2 separate regions of the Cricetulus griseus genome follow, and region 1 is linked to region 2. The links are chromatin contacts, called in public Micro-C maps. All regions are on one chromosome and are shown on one strand. The core of a region is the stretch at or near the end of the contact, and the rest is flanking DNA. Distances in the headings are between cores, read along the strand shown. Region 1 overlaps Sardh (sarcosine dehydrogenase, mitochondrial). Region 2 has its middle 18 kb from the start of Slc2a6.

Evidence for each region. A called contact is a pair of places that touch in the nucleus more often than the background predicts.
Region 1: a contact with region 2 is called in a Micro-C map of the CHO-K1 cell line, with 3 times the contacts expected there. The contact joins two enhancer-like sites. A contact is called at or near these places in 7 of 8 Hi-C or Micro-C datasets (the CHK-Q cell line, the CHL-YN cell line, the CHO-K1 cell line and 3 more).

What each region holds. Positions count from the first base shown.
Region 1 is chr6:138,912,965-138,917,092 of CriGri-PICRH-1.0, reverse strand. It overlaps Sardh (sarcosine dehydrogenase, mitochondrial), which reads left to right. Exons shown (of 22, transcript XM_027423018.2): 9 at 18-147; 10 at 3,816-3,902; 11 at 4,103-4,128. Among named protein-coding and RNA genes, the nearest start is that of Sardh, 16 kb to the left of the region's middle. Within about 2 kb of position 2,007, at least 1 of the 6 cell types and tissues checked has open chromatin away from gene starts, as enhancers often do. A contact at or near this core is called in the CHO-K1 cell line, where this site is marked.
Region 2 is chr6:138,723,692-138,728,127 of CriGri-PICRH-1.0, reverse strand. No RefSeq gene overlaps it. Among named protein-coding and RNA genes, the nearest start is that of Slc2a6, 18 kb to the right of the region's middle. Within about 2 kb of position 2,422, at least 2 of the 6 cell types and tissues checked have open chromatin away from gene starts, as enhancers often do. A contact at or near this core is called in the CHO-K1 cell line, where this site is marked.

The DNA.
Region 1 (4,128 bases), core at 758-3,257, 190 kb before region 2:
CCATGATGCCCTTGCAGGTGTCAGACAAATTTGCCTTTGGCCTCTTTGACCTGGACTGGGATGTGTTCACCCAGCACATTGAAGGTGCCATTAACCGTGTCCCTGTGCTGGAGAAGACGGGGATCAAGTCCACTGTCTGTGGCCCTGGTGAGTGGGGATGCTGAAGCTGGAGCAGAGGCATCCTTGGGTCCATCTGGGTGACAGTGCCTTCTTGAGGGTGACCTGTCTCACATTACCTGGGCTTAGCTAGGTGCTTTTATTTCCTCTCTAGGAAAAAAAAAAAGGCTAGCAAGGGCAGCAATGTATCCTTGGGCTTCTAACCCCAAAACTGAGACTCTAGACCCCATTTGTCCCCAGAACATGGGGTTTTCATCTGTAAAATGGAAATGTAGGATCCTGTCCCAGCACCATGTGAGGCAGAGTGAGGACAGGAAGGTGAACTGTGACTCTAGCACAGTGATTACCTAGTGGAGCCCCCAGCTTTACACCCCAAGTCTCACTTCCCTGGCCAGGGTCTCCAACCACTGGCTTCACTCCTTGTTTTTGGGTATCCAGAACTCTGTAGGGTTAGAGATCAGCTGTGCATGGAGAAATTCCTGGCCAGGGCCCAAGCCCCTGCCTCCTCGCTGTTCTCCAGGAGGCTAAGAGTGAGTTTAGCTCCCAGAGTCTCTCCCTGTAGGTTATCTACAGAGTATCCACTGTTCACAGGGTACTCCAGGCTCCATCTCAGAGTGAGGGTGCAGGGCTGCCCGAGGAGGATCCGAGAAAAGAGGCCATGCTGGAAAGTAGGTCTATTCTGACTAGAAGCAAAGTTTACCCTGTAAAAGCAGGAAACACATCCCTAAGATTCCATTAAGAATGTCTACCCTGCCATGTGTAGTCAACATTCTGACTGGCTCTGATAGTGTGAGATTCAGGCAGCTGCACCTTGGAGATAAGTGTGGAATAGTCCAGCAGCCCCACACACCTAGGGCCTGTGCCCTCATTCTTGGGCAAGGTTTCCCAGCCTGGCATGGGAGACACAGGCTGGGCTGCCTAGAGGAAGGAGCCTGTCTTAGTTACTTTTCCCATTATGGTGGCAAAATGTCACGACAAGAGAAAGGGCTTGTTTTGGCTCACAGTTCAAGGGTACAGTACATCATGGCAGAGAAGTGCTGGATGGGGAGCTTGAGTCAGATGGTCACACTGAATCCACAGGCAGGAAGCAGAGAGACAGATGCAGGTGCTCAGTCTAGGACCCAAGCCCAGGGATGGGGCCGCCCACTTTTAGCACCTCAATTAGCCTAATCTAGAAAATCTATCACCAGCATGCCTTGAGGCTAACCTAATCTAGATGATTCCTCACAATTGAGAGGCTAACCTTCTAGGTAATTCTAGATCCTGAAGATCAGTATCAGTTATTACAGAGTCAGTCAGTGCTGGGCTGTGATGTTGACTACACATGGCAGGGTAGACATTCTTAGCGGAATCTTAGGGATGTGTTTCCTGCTTTTACAGGGTAAACTTTGCTTCTAGCTCAGGTGCTTTGAGACTCAAGCTCAGAAAGACGTAGGGTAGCCCAAAAGGAAACTGTCTGCAGCTCCATAGGCTGAGCAGTCCATGACTGGGAGCCCCTGAGCACCACAGTGTGTGACCTGGGAGGTAGGGACAGAATACCAGTCAGCAGAGGTGGCATGCAGTTGAGAAGTCACAGGCTGGGGCCAAGCCAGGCACTGGTAGTAAAGCCTTATGGATGAAAGGGGATAGCAGAAAGCCAGGAAGCCAAGGATCTTCCATGGGGCAAAGTGGCCAGGTTATCTCAGGAGAGATGAAGGGTCCCAAATGGAAGGTGCTATGGCCCTCTGGGGAGTGTAGCCCCGACTGTCAGGGCATGCTTGGTGACTACAGAGCAGCCGGCTCAGTCTGTGTTCATATGTGTGACTGATGAAGAAGACTGTGGCACCGGGTGTAGTCTCAGGGAGGCCAGATGGAGTCAGCTGCTAGCCTCTATGAGCAGGCTGAGAGCATGCCTGATCTGGGACGTGGGCGAGGGCTGTGACTCACGTCCCTGCTCAGCCAGAGTGGGACCGATGGTGAGAAACACAGGAAGAATCCCAGGGGCATGAATGTCCCCAGAGACTCTCTTTTTCTAATTAACCTGGAAGCTGTCACTCCTCCATAGGGCCCTATTTTGGGGGAAGAATGCTTGGGAAGACAGCTTGGGTCTGTTCTCCTAGCAGTGAGGGTGTGTTTGGGTATGGGGGTCGGGGGTAGGTAGGTTTTCTCCTTGCCAGACAGCTCAGAGGTTTGGGCTCCAGAATTCAGAGATGTCCCAGCGCCAGACAGAGACCTTGGGCAAATAGATAGACCTAGGCTGAGAATTCAGAGCCAAGGTGTGGGGTGGGGGGAGCAAATTTAAGTCCTTCCACCCACGATGCTGGGGGCTCCACCGTTCTTAACTTTATCAATCTTGCCTATGTTAAACTCTAAGGGACTCTGTACTCCACACCTGCCCTCCTGACCAAAGTTCCATCCCCAGCTCTGACAAATCTGCTTGGGATCCCTCTCTTATCTTTTTAGACCTGGACATGACTTTCATCATTCTCTCCAGCCACTCTGGTCCTACCCAGATGACTGCCCCCACCCTCAGTCATACAGTCCAGCCTGACATGGGACCCTAGAGAGTCATCAGTGCTCCATCGCAGGCCTTCCTCCCCTTTGTGAGGCCTTCTCCTAGGAGGGTGAAAGGCTGTTGGCCTTGCAGACCAAATTCTTCTCCTTCCCCATTGGTTTTTCAGTGTGGCATCTCCATGATCTGCGCCATACGCAGTTGGCTCATCAAGTCTGCCTTGACCTTGAGCCCACTCTCAGCATGCTCACTCAAGTGCCAAGTCCTTCCAGAACACACACAGGGTTGATGTGGAACCGTGAAAGAAATGCTGAGCTCACATTTGGTCAGCGTGTATGGTGTGGCAGATCAGGAGAGCCCGTTTCAGCTTCTCACAGGCTATTCCAGGACCATTTCTTTTGGTCCACTACAAATCTGGCCTTTGCCTTACATTTTTGGCACTGATATCCAGGGATGAGCCTTCCTATGGAGTCCATCTGAGGGACAAGTACTCAGTTGCTTGGCCTTGTATCTCCTGCCACTGCCCTCTGATGTGCCAGCAACTTCTTACTGTTTGAAAGCTTCCTCTTGCTCCATGGCTGGCTGCTCCTCAGCTCAGACAGTGTCCATCAGCAGGTTGGGCTCTAAACACCCTCTGGGGGAGAGGATGGGCATGCTACTTCCCTACCTGCCTAAGCTAAGAGTCTGGGATTGGATAGATCCGGGCTGCTTTGCTGAGTGACTGGAGCACAGCAGAGCCCAGCCAGACAGCTTCCTCTCCTGTGATAAACACTGGGCAGTGATAGTTCACACCATGCCAGACCTGGCTAGCCTTTGCTAAGCCAAAGTACATGGCCTTTAGCAAGGCTGGTTCTTGCCCTCCATATCCAGCAGGCAGTAACACAGAAAGATGGTTCAGTGAGGGGAGCTGCAGCACTATGCTGGGTCAGAGGAAGATCCCTTGTTGGTGGGACAATGACAATGTTCCTGAGATGAATCTGGGCCCTTGGGGTAGAGCTGATAGGTCATAGGTCAAATGCTTAGGGGAACAGGGACAGAGGCAACCAGGGAGGCTCCCTGGAGGAAACAGTATTACCTTGGGTTATAAGGATGGAAGGTTTCAACAGAGGAGAGTATCCAAGGACCACTTTCCCATCCCTACAGTGCTAGGGCACCCTACCCCAAGGGCCTGGGGCCTGGAGGAGTCTTAGGCCTCCCTTCTTTTCAGAATCCTTCACACCCGACCACAAGCCCCTGATGGGGGAGGCTCCTGAGCTCCGTGGATTCTTCCTTGGCTGTGGCTTCAACAGTGCAGGTGAGGGGCACCTGATGGGAAGGCCCTAGTGGTATGGAGACAGGGAGGCCTGTGGTGCAGAGTGAAGTCCTGCTGGAAGGCATGCAGCCCCTCAACACCCAGATGTGAGAACAGGGGTTGGGTGGGGCTGACATGGAGATAGGGGTGTAAAATTGGGTGTGGAGGGAGCAGTCTGTAGCCCTGTACTCCCATCTCACCAGGCATGATGCTGGGTGGTGGCTGTGGG
Region 2 (4,436 bases), core at 1,173-3,672:
GAGACATTGTCTAATTCACTAAAAGCCAGCAAATGGTCCATTTAGACTTTAGAAGCCAGGCAGCCTGACTCTGAGGTCTTCAGTATTACCATCTACCAGTGTCAAATGAATGATTGTTGAGCCTATTGTCTCAGTCATTCTTCCTCAGCCAGCCTTACTCCTGGTCCTGGAGGTACAGCTGGAGGAGGCAGCAACACTCCTCTCTCTGCTTCCATGATTGTGGGGGTGGGCGCAGGGTTGAATGGAAGGCTTCTTGGAGAAGAAGTTGCTGTTGGAACACTATGTGTTCAGGGGGACCCACTAGCTACCCAGCCTCAGTCTCAAGGTGGTTCCCCTCTGCTAAGTCCCCAGAGACCGAGTCCAGATCCCTGGGAAACAGCCAGATGGAAACCCAAAGCCCATGGGTGGCTTGCTTGAGGGGATCTGCAGAGCAGCCGGAGACTTTACCTCTTGCCTTCGAAGATAGATGCTGCAAGCGAGACTTAGGGAAAAGCTTTGGCCAGAAGACTCCTCTGTGAGCATGGAGGATGAAGGTCACGGTGCTTTTTCTCTGCTGTAACCTTAGAGGGTGGAGACAGGGAATGGCAGACTTTTGTAAGCCTGAGAGAAAGGTGCCATCACCAGAACTATGAACACAACTTCTGAGCCCCCAGTGCCATTCCCCAAACTCTGAAAGCCAAAAGGCCTTGGCCTCTGTCCAATTACTCAGGAGTCATTGGTCCCCTAGAGGGCCTGGCACCTGTGGTGGGGGACCCCTTGGTCAGCAGAGATGCTGAGGAAGACATTGACTTCTCCCACTGTCATTCAGGGAACAGCTGGGCACAGCTGCATCCAAGTACACTGCTCCAGCGCTGCCTGGAACACAGGGTCAGACACCATTCCCTTCATGGGCCCCTCTCCAGTAAGCCAGGCCAAGGGACGGCGTGTCCTCGGGCTTGCCTGGCCCTATCCCAGGTTGACAAAGCAGTCCCCCAGTCTGTGGTGGGAGGACAGTTCTATCTCAACCAGAGGAACGTGCATGCTTTTCTCTGATGCCTTCCCAAACTGGGGCTGACTGTGAGGCAGGGTCAGGGTGCTGGCATTCTCCCAGAGTGGCTGGGGGATAGCTAGGGAGGGCTTGGAAGGAGCTAGAAGTCTTGCTGTGGGAACTGAAGAAAGCGGTCAAGCTGTCCCCGAATCATGTTCCACAATGCCCAGCCTTCTTCTGCTTGTGAACCAGGCCTTGAGGAAGCTGCCCTCCCACCCATGCCACCAGGATACCTAGAACACCCATGCACTCTCCACTTCTGATCCCTGCTCCAGAACTTCTCTGCAGCTCTCTGCTGGCCCACTCAAGCCTGGATCCCTCCTAGAGGCAGAATGCTCATTGGTTCCTATTGCTGGGTCAAACACTATGACCAAAAGCAACTTGGGGCAGAAAAAGGTTTGTTTGGCTTACAGGTTACAGCCCATCATCAAAGGAAGCCAAGGCCGGAACCTGGAGGTGGGAACTGAAGCAGAGACCACAGAAGAATACTGTTACTGGCTTGTTTCCCATGGCTCTCTCAGTGACCTTTCTTAAACAGCCCAGGCCCACACTGGACTGGGCCCTCCTGCATGTTAGATATCAAGAAAATGTCCCACAGACATGCCCACAGGCCAATCTACTGGGGGCAACTCTTCAGTTGAGGTCCTCCTTCCCGGGTATCTCTAGCTTTGTTTCAAATCCACAGAAAGTAAACAGGACAGGCAGCTTCCCCTACTCTGTCATTCCGGTCTCAAGGTCTACCCCCTTTCAGCTCACAGGCAATACAGTCAGTGATGATTCAGGGTGAGTTCAGAAACTTGCTCAGTCACCCACATGTGGCAGAACACTACAGGCACACCGATAAACAAAAGACCATTATAGCAGCCTGCTGTCCCTGATGTGTGTCTCTTTGGTCACTGCTGTTCCCAATCCGCCGCAGGAAATGGACCATCTAACTTCTGAGATGACCCATCCTGGTGGGTTGAACTGCCACCCCAATTCCACAGCGGAGGCTTCTAAAAGTCAAGGAAGTTGGTTGTTGTGCCCAAGATGAGTGAAAAATGACCTTAGCCCTGACTGCCTCATGCCCTTTGCTCTGATCACCACAGGCTTCCTGGTGCACACCGAGTCCTGTTCCAGCGTGGTCCCTAAAACACCCTGTGTCCCTGCAGTGTGATCTCCCATGAGCGCTTGTTTCACATCTGTCCCCTCCCAGACCACCCGGTCATCCAGAGCAAGACGGGCAGACAGGAGTTCCCAGGAGGGGGCCTGTCTTGCAGGGATGCGTGCCCTGTACAGTGGCCAGCCAGCTGCCACCACCCCCCAGGAATCCTTCCCAGAGGCTTGGCTGCTGCGTGGCCAGGGCCAGTGACTGGAGGAGTCAAGGGTTTCAGCTCCCGCTGGGGGGAAGGCCAAGTCAGCTGCAGCTGGGCTTCCCAGAGGCCAGGAACTGGTTCCAGGTCATCAAGTCTGCACCAGGCCAGCCAGCTTTGCGGATGGAATGGGGGGGGGGCGGGCGGAGAGCGTCTGCAGATGCCAGTCCTGAGCTGCAGTTTGAGCAAGCTGAAGCATGTGGTGCTTCATACAGACTAGATGGAGCACTGGGTCTTGGAGTTGGGGACCCTAGCTACCCAAAAGAGTGCCTCCTGCATTTCTAAAAGGCTACTTGGTATGGGGCTAGCCTGCATCTGAGAACCTACAAGTTCTGGAGTATCAGTTACCTAGACAAGTGTGTGGGGCTTTCTACATCTAGATCCAGAAGATAGGGTGTCCTTTACATAGCCCCACATTCCAAGTACAGCTGGGATGGATTTTCAAGCTGGAGTGCCACTGAGCTGCAGGCCACACCATGTAGCCATTCTGTGGCCCAGCCCCTAGGGACTGGAGGGTTAAATGTAGATATGTTGTTTAGACTTCTAAACAGGAGGGACAAGAGCCTGGACTGGAAGGGGCAGTACGGAGAGCCTTGATGGGCAAGGCTCTTCCTTGCCATAGTGTTACCTAGAGAGAGAAGAAAGAAGCAAGAGAGAGGTGCAGAAGAGACTGGACCCTCCCGCCTGGGTGCACAGCAATGCTGCTCAGCCCAGGGAGTAACACATCTCAGTGGGCCCTGTGAACTGGCGGCAGCAGAGCTCCAGGCCCAACATAGAGGCGCCCCCTGCTGGCCACAGTTCCTTCTGTTACATGTGGTATAGGCCCCATGCATACAACTCCCCAGCACACTAGGACCTCCTTGATGGGCGAGGCTCTTCCTTGCCAGTACACGGTAGCCTGTGATTTTTGTCTCTCTATATCTAGATGAAGGGGACTCAAGAAGACAGAGAAAGCCAGACAGCAACTCCATGGGGAAGCTCCATGACAGGCTGTATTAGCGTGGCCAGCACATCTTTGATACTGGGAAAGTATGTGGGCACCACCCACACGGCTGGAAGACTGTGGCCGAAGGGAGAATGCCAGGCAGCTGTGTATGCAGACTGCTGGCCTGGTAAATGCAAGGCTGGGCTGGCCTTCACTGTGGAGGCAGGATTCCCAGCTTTCTAATCCCCTGACACTGCTCACAGTGAGGTCTGTGACTGGACAGAGGAGACAAAAGGGGGCAAGGAGATCGGGTGGAAAGGGGGCACCAGCGTGGAGTGCGCCCGTGAGGCCATATGCAAGGAATGCTCAGCAGTGTGTGTACTGCAACCTAGGCTATCCAGGACCTGGATCAGCCTGGTGGGGGCCAGTGATGCTAAGCACTATGTCCCAGTGCCAACTTCAGGGTTACGGCTACCCCACTGTGTCAGCTCACAGATCAGTTCCCAGCCTCCCAGAGCCTGGGTTCCAGGGGTTAAGGATGTTCACTAATGGGTCCCTGTGGAACAGTAGGATCCCCTAGGGCAGCCTCCCTCCCAACACTAGCCAGCTTGGATGTGCTTTTAGACCATGGAATTCACCCCCACATCCATCCTCAGCAGCTTTCAAAAAGTGTAATAGGCAGTGGGATCCAGCACGGTAGACACTTAGAAGGATGTGTCTGTCTGCCATCTCAGCTTGCTGGTAAGGGGGAAGTTGTGAGGGCAGAACCTGCCTGGGTCCTGGGTAAGGAAGAAGTCAGAGTGGGGGGGCACATTCTATCTGAATTCTGGAGTTTCCCAGACCCACTTAGTTTTCCCTCAACAGGGTCAATACTACTCATAGCTCCTAGAGCAGAGCCTGGCACCAGCTTCCAGGAGTGTGGCTAAACCCTGGGCACCACAGGTTCCTCTGCAGTAGGTGGGAGGCAATGCCCCCTGCTGGCTGGTACAGGATAAAGGAGAGGAAGAGTGTGGGGGCAGATTAGGCAGACTGCTCACATCACAGTTATAAACAGACCTCAGTTGCCCTGGACATCTCCATCTCATCAACCACACGAGGTCCCTTCCAGGGGAGCTAGCACGCCCACCTCTGC